Regions from separate parts of the Oryctolagus cuniculus genome. Here region 2 is linked to region 1. A link is a contact called in public Micro-C data. All regions are on one chromosome and are shown on one strand. Each heading gives the region's core, a stretch centred on a gene start, on an enhancer-like site or on the middle of the called end of the contact. The rest is flanking DNA. Distances are from core to core; before and after follow the strand shown.

Evidence for each region. A called contact is a pair of places that touch in the nucleus more often than the background predicts.
Region 2: a Micro-C map of ear pinna shows a contact between it and region 1, with 2.7 times the contacts expected there. The contact joins the promoter of CS here to the promoter of ESYT1 in region 1. A contact is called at or near these places in 2 of 6 Hi-C or Micro-C datasets (ear pinna and an unstated tissue).

The regions. Positions count from the first base shown.
Region 1 is chr11:58,926,841-58,932,095 of mOryCun1.1, forward strand. ESYT1 (extended synaptotagmin 1) reads left to right here and starts at 3,272. Exons shown (of 31, transcript XM_051832783.2): 1 at 3,272-3,742; 2 at 4,903-4,944; 3 at 5,120-5,254. The coding sequence starts at 3,392.
Region 2 is chr11:59,111,683-59,117,100 of mOryCun1.1, forward strand. It overlaps CS (citrate synthase), which reads right to left and starts at 2,540. Exons shown (of 11, transcript XM_002711075.4): 1 at 2,279-2,540. The coding sequence starts at 2,320.

The DNA of each region.
Region 1 (5,255 bases), core at 2,022-4,521:
ACTGAGGGGGTCTGCTGTGCTCTGGGCAGCTTCCTGGGGGCTCCGTAAGGGTGCTTAAACCTTAGTCATGGATTGTGCTCGTAGCTCCTATGATCCACCTAAGTGGAACTGCTCCAAAGTATTGAGTGCTCTTAGAAATGTAATGTAATATTTTTTTTTAATTTATTTGAAAGGCAGAGGGGCCAGTGCCGTGGCTCACTTGGCTAATCCTCTGCCTGCGGCTCCGGCACCCCGGGTTCTAGTCCCGGTTGCTCGTCTTCCAGGCCAGCTCTCTGCTGTGGCCCAGGAATGCAGTGGAGGATGGCCCAAGTACTTGGGCACCTGCACCTGTGTCGGAGACCAGGCAGAAGCACCTGGCTCCTGGCTTCGGATCGGTGTAGTTCCAGCCGTAGCAGCTATTTGGGGGTGAACCAACAGAAGAAGGAGTCGGAGACTGAGAGCCTCCATCTGCTGGTTCCCTCCCCAAATGCCCACAACAGCTGGAACAGGGCCAGGCTGAAGCCAGGAGCCCAGAACTCACCCCAGGTCTCCCTACCTGCTGCCTCCCAGCGTGTGCAAGAACCTGAGATGCAAAATCCAGGCACTCCTTAATGGCCAGGCCAAAGGTCTACCCCTCTAAACAGAACTCTGAGAGGCCCGTTGGCAAACCAGTGGGGTAGCTGGAAAAATGATGCGGGTGGGGGACTGGCAAGACCAGGCTGAGGAGGAGAAACCCAATAGATGTCTTGAAGTATTTAAGTTGCTGAGCAACGGAGGAAGGTTCTGTGTTGCACAGGAAATAAATGGAATTCTAGAATAACAGCTAATGTTCGCTGAGTGCCTACTGTAAGCCTAAGTACCATTCTAGGCATTTTACGTGGACTCACTGACACAATGGGTAGCATTATCACTCATTTTGCAGAGGAGGAAGCAGGCTTAAAAAGTAACCTGCAGTGCCGGCACCGCGGCTCACTAGGCTAATCCTCCACCTTGCGGCGCCGGCACACCAGGTTCTAGTCCTGGTTGGGGCGCCAGATTCTGTCCCGGTTGCCCCCCTTCCAGGCCAGCTCTCTGCTATGGCCCGGGAGTGCAGGTCCTTGGGCCCTGCACCCCATGGGAGACCAGGAGAAGCACCTGGCTCCTGCCATCGGATCAGCGCGGTGCGCCAGCCGCGGCGGCCATTGGAGGGTGAACCAACGGCAAAAGGAAGACCTTTCTCTCTGTCTCTCTCTCACTGTCCACTCTGCCTGTCAAAATAAATAAATAAATAAATAACCTGCAAAGTGTTCTACAACCAGTTAGGAATGGGGCCAGGAATCTCTTCAGGCAGTCTGGTTCCAGAGAGAAAGTTCTAAAGATAGAGGCATTCAACAGTGGGACCACCAATTGTTACTAACTTTGAAAGACTAACACAAGTTTCCTAATGAGCTGAGGCCAGAATACATCATCAGACTCGGCTTCACCTAGGAGGTAATTAGCGTTGACATAAACCCGGGTTGCCAACCCTGGAAGTCTAGGTCCTCTGCTTCCCCTAGGCCCCGCCCTGTGAGGCCCCACTTCCTCTAACGGCCATGTCTGCCTGTGCCCACTTACTGCTTATCGCCAGCAGGTGGCACCTGGGCAGCAAGATTGTCAATGGACGGGCCCCACCCTGTTTACTGACGTCGGTAACTGCATTGCAGCTGCTGGTCCGCTAGCTTCTGGGCCCTGGCTGAGACAAAAGCGTCTCTCAGGATGAGTTTCTGGCCCTGGTATAGCGTCTTAAATAGGAGGTGCTGATGATCTTGAGGTGGGGCGGGGCGGGGTGGGGAGGGGAGGGGAGGAGATGAGGAAGAGGAGAAGTTTGAAAAGGGGCCTCCATGGGTCACTCTGTCATCCACCTGCCTCAGGGACCCTCCTTGCTCCAGTACTTAGTGAGTTTCAGGTTCCGTTCTGCCTCGCTGGTTGGTGAACAGATTACTCGTAGCTCCACCAGGCTCTTTGTCACTTCTGGGAATATGGAGGGTAAGGGAGGAAGATAGAAACTACAGCTCTGGAAACCGAAGCAGTCAGGTCCCGCCAGCCCCGGGGGTGTGGAGAAATCGAACCGAGAAAACTTGAGGGAGGGAGGCTGGGCAAAGTAGCTTTGATGAAACACAGCCGGATAAAATTATGCCCTGCAGAGCCAGATAAAAAGTATCAGCTGCAGACCTAGTCTTTCCCAGGAACAGCCCCAGCTCGCCTGCTGCATCCCACGGAACAACAATAAGATGCACACAAGTACACTGCATTAAAGCTGATCACTTTATGACCAGCTGTCCCCTCTTCAACCTCCACTTAATCCAGTTGCTGGGTCTCTGGACAGCAGTCTGCCTCCAAAGCCATTATCAGTGTACCTTGCCCTTCCCCCTCCTGAACCCGTACAGTCCCGTGTGGAAATGCATTAGTTCTACACATGATTGTGTTCCAGCCCTTGCCTCTGGTCCAAACAAATAAGAACCCGAATGGTCTCAGGACGCTTGACTTCTTATTGGAATGGCGTAGAAGTCCCTCAGGGTCAGGACATTCTCGGAAAATGGACTAACCCTGCGGCAGCTGAGTCCTCGCTCCTCTGGAGCTAATTTAGGTGCAATGGATCCCCCATGACGGAGGTGATTAACGCTTCAAGATCTCCAAACAGCAAGCCTCACTGCCTAGTCGCCCCTTCGCTTCTTTGACTTTTCGCCCCCGAAGGCCAGGTCCTCTCGTTCGTTCTCTGGGTCTCCCGTTTTCTCAGCTCAGCCCTCACACTGCGCACTCCAGGGCGGTCGCCCAACACCTCCACTCCCAATACGCTCATCTCCTTTCCTTTTGTAAGGGCGGCCAGGCAAAACCAGAAAGGCAAAGAACGTGCTCAGAGCATGCGAGACAAGTCCTGCCAAACCGTCTGCACGAGCGGAAGGGAACCCCGGTTTTCCACAACCAACCCCTCAACTTCACAAATCCCAGCTCGCTTTAAAACCGAGTTAATCGGCGGTGCGGCTCTGCATGACGTCATACCAGGGCACTCCAATCCCACGTGGGGGGCACTGGGTCCCGCCTCGAATTGGTATGACACGCCTCCTCCCCTTGGTGACCAATCAAAATCTGTCCGTTAGCCCCTCTGCTGCTTTTCCCGCCATCTCTGACCGCCGGCCTTGGCAGGCTCGTCCAATCAGGAGGTCCCGCCGCCCAGAAGCCCTGGCTTTCCCCGCAGAAAAGGGGCGGGGCTCAGCCTCTTCACCCCGCCTCGGTCTCTGCGGCGCGGACCAACCCCAACCGTCGGGGGGAGGGGGCGTGGCCTGAGGCCCCTCCCCCAGCCCGGGGGTCACGGTTTGCAGGGGGAGCAGGCGGCTCCGCTAGTCCAGCCCCAGCTGGTGGTCCGGGTCGGGCGGGTCCTCGCCGAAGTGGCACCATGGAGCGCTCTCCTGTAGAGGGTTCGAGCCCCGGCCCCGGCCCCGGAGCCCGGGAGCCGCCCTCGGAGCCCCCGGACCCGGGCTCTGGGGGCCCGGGCGCGGCGGGTGAGGTGCTGGCCGTGCTGACTTCCTTCGGGCGGCGGCTGTTGGTGCTGGTGCCGGTGTACCTGGCCGGGGCGGCGGGACTCAGCGTGGGGTTCGTGCTCTTCGGCCTCGCCCTCTACCTGGGCTGGCGCCGGGTCCGCGACGAGAAGAAACGGAGCCTTCGGGCGGCGAGGCAGCTGCTGGACGACGAGGAGCGGCTCACGGCAAAAACGCTTTACCTGAGCCATCGAGAGCTGCCTGCCTGGGTGAGCGACCACCCTGTCCTCGCGGCAGCACCGCCCGCTCCTGCCCCCCCCCCCAGGTGCTGGGGACCCTCACCATGCGACCCCTCGGGACCGACCACCCGTTCTCCCCAACCTGGCCGCGCCCCCAGGTCGGGTCCTGCGCCCTCTCCCCTTGCGCAGCAGCAGGGGTAGCCAGGGGGGACCCCGTTATCCCTCCTGGCCGAGACGTCTGGAACGGGGCTCGGGGGCTGCTCCTGGGCATCCCGGCCCCGTTGCCGCTCAGGGGGTTCCCTCTCTCGTCTCTCGTCCCAGCCGCCTCCAGACTTTTTTTCCTGCTATTGAAGGCCATACGGTTTTCCCTTTTCCCGCTCTCCTCCCCGGGCACTAGCCCCGGGGCGTTGCTAAGCTGCGCCCCAGCACCGGCACTGGCCCTCCGGCCACCAGCGGCGGGGTGCGGGCGGGGTCGCTGCAGCTCCGGCTGCCCGCAGCCCCGCCCCTGCCGGCCCCACCCTTTTCCGGACCGGGACCCTTAGTTCTGCGCACGGTCTCCTGCGGCGGGCCCGACGCCGCCTCTTGGGTTTCCGAAGCGGGACCCGCTACGCGACCCCTCCCTGCCCCTCCCTGCAGAGGTGCCAGTCTGGGGGGGGAGACACGATCCCAGGCCCGCTGCGGCCCTCCTCCCGCCCCTCCCCGTGGAAGCTGCTGCCCCTCGCCCCAAATACAAGGCACAGGTGTCCTGAGTCACCCGGGGAGACGAGAGAGAGAAGAAAGAGGAGAAGAAAACACGGCCAGGGCCTAAACCTCTCCTCCGGCGGCTCCTCGAGCAAGGGTTTGCCTCCCTCTTCACCTTCGCCTTGCTACAGAACTGGGTCCAATCCGAGGGAGGAGGAGAGGCCGCAGAAAGGAAGCAGGACTCCCGCCCGCCCGCCGCCGCGACCTGCCCCTCTAGAAAGAATGCGCCCCTCCCCCCTCCCCCTCCTCGGCCCCAGCAGCTGTCACTGAACTCCCCCGAGCCATCCACAAAGCAACTTTGTGTGGCCTGTGCCATGTCAGCTCCCCGCATTAGACCTCCGTGCCCTGGGAGGAAGCCCCGTGCCCCCTGGTGCTTCCTCTGGGATCCCCCGGGGGAACCCCAGGCAGGGGGTGATGCTTATCCCTGTCTCTGCCTTCCTCACCTTCAGGTCAGCTTCCCAGACGTGGAAAAGGCGGAATGGCTAAATAAGGTGAGGGCCGTCCCAAGTCTTCCCCTGCATGAAGGGAGAATGGGGGTTCATGCCTCTTGCTGGGCCACGCACACCTCAGTTCCAGCTCCAGCCTAGTGCCCCGTGCCCTGGGGGCAGAGGCGTCCGAGGGGACCCAGCCTCCTCCAGGGGGAAGACCGCCTCCCTTCCCTTCCAGATCACGGCCCAGGTCTGGCCCTTCCTGGGCCAGTACATGGAGAAGCTCCTGGCTGAGACCGTGGCCCCCGCTGTTCGGGGCTCCAACCCCCACCTGCAGACGTTCACGTTCACCAGAGTGGAGCTGGGAGAAAAGG
Region 2 (5,418 bases), core at 1,290-3,789, 180 kb after region 1:
AAAAAATTTTTGCAAGGGTATTAAGTGCACTGAAAAGGAACCACTTGTATTCACTATCTTGAAAATGTCTAGGCATAACCTAAAAACATTTTTTGGTTGATTCCCTCAAAGTTTCAAATATCCTAGTGTGGAGGAGCAAATCTCAGGAGTACAAAAGTAACTCGCTTTCAGTCAGGATTGACTAAACATGTTGACTTCAAGAGTTCAGAGAAGCAAACTGGTGCCCTATTCTCCAGTTCCCAGCCCAAATCGAAACCCAGATTATCTGCGAAAAGACCTTTTTTAAGTCATAAAGCTGAGGCACCCATAGCTAATACTAAGGTGACTCCTTAATATTAAATCACTTGAATAAGCAAGACAAATAATCTCAAGGCTCCGATTTGGCTATCTCTCCAACTCAGGTGTTCATATGAATTACCCAACAATGGGTAGGGTGGACAAATAGAACAATGACTAGCACTTTTGTCTCCTAGCAAGGTTAAAAATGAAACTATAGCCGACCTTGAAAATCAAAGTGGTAGTGATCAGTTCTCCCAGATTAGGAGACTACTCACAAGTAAAATGTATTACCAATTACAGCTACCAATTAAGCTGCAGGCTAATCTAGAAAGCTCAAGCAGGTGCTAGCAATGCTGACAAGCTGAAAGGCTTCTCAGTATCCTGATCACATCACTCAGTTTTCAAGAAATTTCCACTCCTAAGCTTCTAGGGCTTTGCTAATTTTAAGGGTCAAAATCTTTTTAATAGTTTCCAATTTACGGGTTTCTGGGATCCTCAGGTCCATCTATAAAGTAAACAATGACAGCCACAACTGTGTAGCTCTGTCATCTCAAACGCTCTCTGAGCTTCCCAACAGGCTTAAAAGACAAAATGCATTCAAAAAGTAAATCCAACGGCTTTCTCAAATTCAAATCCACTGTAGTGTTTAGACACTCTGGTGTAGGTTAAGAGCTCTGGAATGAGCTAATTTTAGCGTCCCCTATTCTGCCCAAATGCTATCTAGAACTTGCTTCACTTCCCAAGAGGTTTTCTTACACTGTTCCCTGGCCTCAGGAGAAGCAACAGCCAAGCGAGACAAGTATCTTTCGAATGATCAGACTCTACCTTGCCACTGAGTGCCTGGAAGAACCCTAAGGTAAACCCTAGGAGCTTCACTTTACCTCTGCCAGCTCTGCAAGACAACACACAGCAAACCAAAACCATTCTAAGGCTCTCCCTTCCCTCCAGGTGCCCAAGGCTTTAAAACGCCCGCAGCCGAAAGTGCAAACTCTGCCCACAAGTCAAGGTCACCTGTGGGAAGGTCCCGGTTTGATCAGAGAGCCAAGACTCCTCAGCACAGCAGTTTCCGTTTAAAGAGCCCTGTTACCCGGAGCCAAAAAATGCTGGCAATTTTAACTTGCAGCACCATTATCCGGAACAGTTCTTATTTCTGTGACCCAAATGTTAAGTAAAGGTCCCTAAAGAAAGAGAAAGTTCTCCTGGGTACAGCAGGCTGCATGAAGTTCAACTGCAAAACCTGGGCGGGCAAGTAGTAGGGTTGGTCATGTGACCTTGGCATTCCGAGCCCTGGCCGAGTATCTTCATTAACTGGCTTGCTGTTCGGTGCAACAACCTTTCTGGTTCTTTCTCCTATCATGTGAGAAATCAAGCAGGTTTTATAGGAGTGCTCCACCCTGCCCAGGCTCCTCCTATATATTAAGAGTAAGTTCCAGAGTCCCAAGGACAAAGAGGACCTGAGGGTCCCACTCCTCTGGCCGACACGGCACGGCCACGGCGTGGTCACTGAAGGCTTAAGTGATTGTGCTGAAGAAACAGAAACGGGTAGCTCGGGACCTGACAACGCCCTCCCTACTAACCAGAAGCCAAAATCGGCCATTGGCCCTGCTCCGACCCCGGGACCGAGCGGACGAATCTGCTCACACCGACCCCCACCTCCGAAAAGATTCTTCCCCTAACTCCAGTGGAAGCACATCTCTGTTCTCTAGTGGCGGCTCCCTCTCCCCTCAGCCACGCGAAGTTGACAGCAGAGTCGGGCCTCCTCACTCGCCTGACACTGCAGGCCGGGGCGCACGGCGTTCACCTCACCCCCGGGAGCCCGAAGGGCAGCGCAGCACATGGCCCTGGGAGCTCTACGCAGGACCGGCGGCCAGCCAAGGCCAAGGTCCCTTTAAGGCGCGCAGGGGTGCGCAAGGGTGTGGGCGGGAGACCCCGGCGCCCGAGGGCCTGCGGCCGCCTCAGCCCCACCCTGGGACGCCGTGCTCCCTCCCTGCTTGCTCACCTTGGCTCCCAAGAGCCGGGCGGCCGCAGTGAGTAAAGCCATGGCAGGTGAACTCCGGGATCTGGTGGGGAGGGAAGATGGGGAGAGCGCTGCGGCAGGTACGGGAGCCGCAGCTGCTGCACCAGAGGCCGCGCCGACGGTGGACAAGGTTGAAAGGAGGCGGCTGAGGGAAAGGGTAGACGAACCGGCGGCGGCGCCCAGCCCGGGGTCCTCAGCGAGGACCCGCCCACTGCCCGGAACTTGATCCCGCCCCCTCTCAGGGGACTCGCCTGGGGCTCCACCATTGGCTTGGTGCGGAGGAGGGGCGGGACCTGAGCCGCTGACAGTAGTTGGGGCGAAGAGGATTGGGTCGTCCGCTTTAGGCTAATTAAGTGTGGCTGCCGAGGATGGGGGAGGGAGAGTAGGTGGCTAAGCGTGTGCCTGAGAATTCAGTTAACTTCCTTCTTTGGGTTTCCCTTTGCCCTTAACACATTTGGGGTTGATTGTAATGGTAATGCTAAAGAAAAAGCTCCAGCACTCAGGCTTTGAAGGTCCTCGGGAGCCAACTCCTTAAATATGTCATCGTGACAACTGATATTTGCTCGTTCCCCCTGCACTTTGCCTTGCTTCCTTGAATAATGTCTGGTTAAAGACTTCATGACCATGGAGATGACATCATGTGGAAAACAGGCTGTGATGGCAGAAGAGTTAGATGCTTGGTGGAGAACATTTTTAGGTCAGCAGAGGAGGCTACATTAGTCCAGATACCAACACACCTGTGTGGAGAACAGCCTAAATTTTCAGTGCTCTTTGTCAACTGTCACTTCTGTCTAAGGCCAGGAAATCAAAATCTTACAAACGCTCCTGTAACATGAAGGCTTCCAGGGCACGTCAGAGCCGCCAGTCCTAGTGTGAGTGGCGTGAGGAGTCGGACAGGTTAATAGGTGGAGGAGAGCTCTTTTTTTTTTTTTTTTTTTTTTTTTTTTTTTAAGATTTATTTATTTGAGAGACCTAGTTACAGAGAGGCAGAGAGAGAGAGAGGTCTTCCATCCACTGGTTCACTCCCCAAATGGCTGGAACGGCCTGAGCTGGGCTGATCTGAAGCCAGGAGTCAGGAGCTTCTTCCATGTCTCCCACGCGGGTACAGGGGCCCAAGGACTTGGGCCATCTTCTACTGCTTTCCCAAGCCATAGCAGAGAGCTGGATCAGAGGTGGGGCAGCAGGGACAGCAGGGACGTTAACTGCCGCCCACATGGGATGCCAGCGCCGCAGGAGCCAGCGGCCTTACCCATTACGCCATAGTGCTGACCCCTGGGACTGTCTTGCAGATGCCTGAACTCATGTTTGTTTCAGAGACAGTCCCAAGTAGTTCACTGTTGACGGGCACTATTGGCCTAAAGTGGGGTTTTTGGGTAAAAAGAAAACTAAATTCAAATAAACTAAAATCTAGAGATGTCTAGTAAATCTCATGCATGAGAATTTGGTTCAACAGTACCTAGACACTGGGCTTAAAGGAATTTCTTTTGAATCTAGGAAGATCACTGACTTAAAAAAATTGCCTTGTAACTTGCCAAACTTGCTTTGTGACTTGGTTTAACAGATGTGGATGAGATAGAAATGGGTAATCACTGCTTATTATAGGCCCTAAGGTGTATTTTGCAATCTCTGGCTTATGTCACTGATTTCCAGCTAGAGTTTTACAAGCAGGAGTTGAACTCCATATAAATGTAATTTTGACCTTAATTCAGATAAAGTATGATAAAATATCAGCATCTTAAGTCATCTAGGTGTAATTGCTAAACATAAATTGGGCAAAGGTAAGTGAAATAAATGTTTCTAAGTGTAAATGTTGGTACTCTTAGCACTTATACTCTATGGAAAAACTATTTGGCTTTGTTAACAAATATGCTTTCATAAACTGCCTGTGAAAAATAGTTCAACACTGCTTAAATGTAATTAAAGCTGAAATCTGAAGTGTTATCTTATGTAGAAAATGTTGTCTGGGGCCAGTGCGCCTCTCTTTGTGTGCCCTGCCTCTGCCTCTCTGTAACTCTGCCTTTCAAATAAATAAATAAATCTTAAAAAAAAAAAAAGAAAAGAAAATGTTGTCTTAATCTAGAGATTTTTAAAGGGTTATTTCAAAAAGGAAATCAATAGGAATATTTTAACAGTTTTAAATCTCTGATTTTGAAATCTGAGCATCTCCTTTTAATAGTTTTTAATAGGTGACTGTCAGTTTTCTAGCCAGCTCCAGTAAGCTCTTTTCTCTTTCCTACTTCTGACTCTGTTAAAATTGTTCCAAGTTATGAGATATGATTCCCATGTGCTCTTTTTTTTTTTTTTTTTTTTTGACAGGCAGAGTGGACAGTGAGAGAGAGAGACAGAGAGAAAGGTCTTCCTTTGCCGTTGGTTCACCCTCCGATGGCTGCCGCGGCCAGCGCACCGCGTCTATCCGAAGGCAGGAGCCAGGTGATTCTCCTGGTCTCCCATGGGGTGCAGGGCCCAAGCACTTGGGCCATCCTCCACTGCACTCCCTGGCCACAGCAGAGAGCTGGCCTGGAAGAGGGGCAACCGGGACAGAATCCGGTGCCCCAACCGGGACTAGAACCCAGTGCGCCGGTGCCACAAGGCGGAGGATTAGCCTACTGAGCCGCAGCGCCGGCTTGTGTGCTCACTCTTATATTTAAGGTTTTATTTCCTTCCAATTTTTGGGATGACCAAAGAGACAGAGATTTTGTGTTCTGTTGAAGTAATCTGTGTTCTCTTAATGTCGGTGTTTAAATTCTGATTGTTTAAAAACAGCTGAGTTTTAAGAGTTACATTGTTTAGATATATAATTATTCTTTTTTTTTTTTTTTTATTTGACAGGTAGAGTTACAGACAGTGAGAGAGAGAGAGACAGAGAGAAAGGTCCTCCCACCATTGGTCCACTCCCCAAATGGCCGCTACGGCTGGCCCTATGCCCATCTGAAGCCAGGAGCGAGGTGCCTCTTCCCGGTTTACCATGCGGGTGCAGGAGCCCAAGCACCTGGGCCATCCTCCACCGCCCTCCCGGGCCAAGCAGAGAGCCGGACTGGAAGAGGAGCAACCGGGACTAGAACCCGGAGTCCATATGGGATGCCGACGCCGCAGGCGGAGGATCAACCAAGTGAGCCACGGCG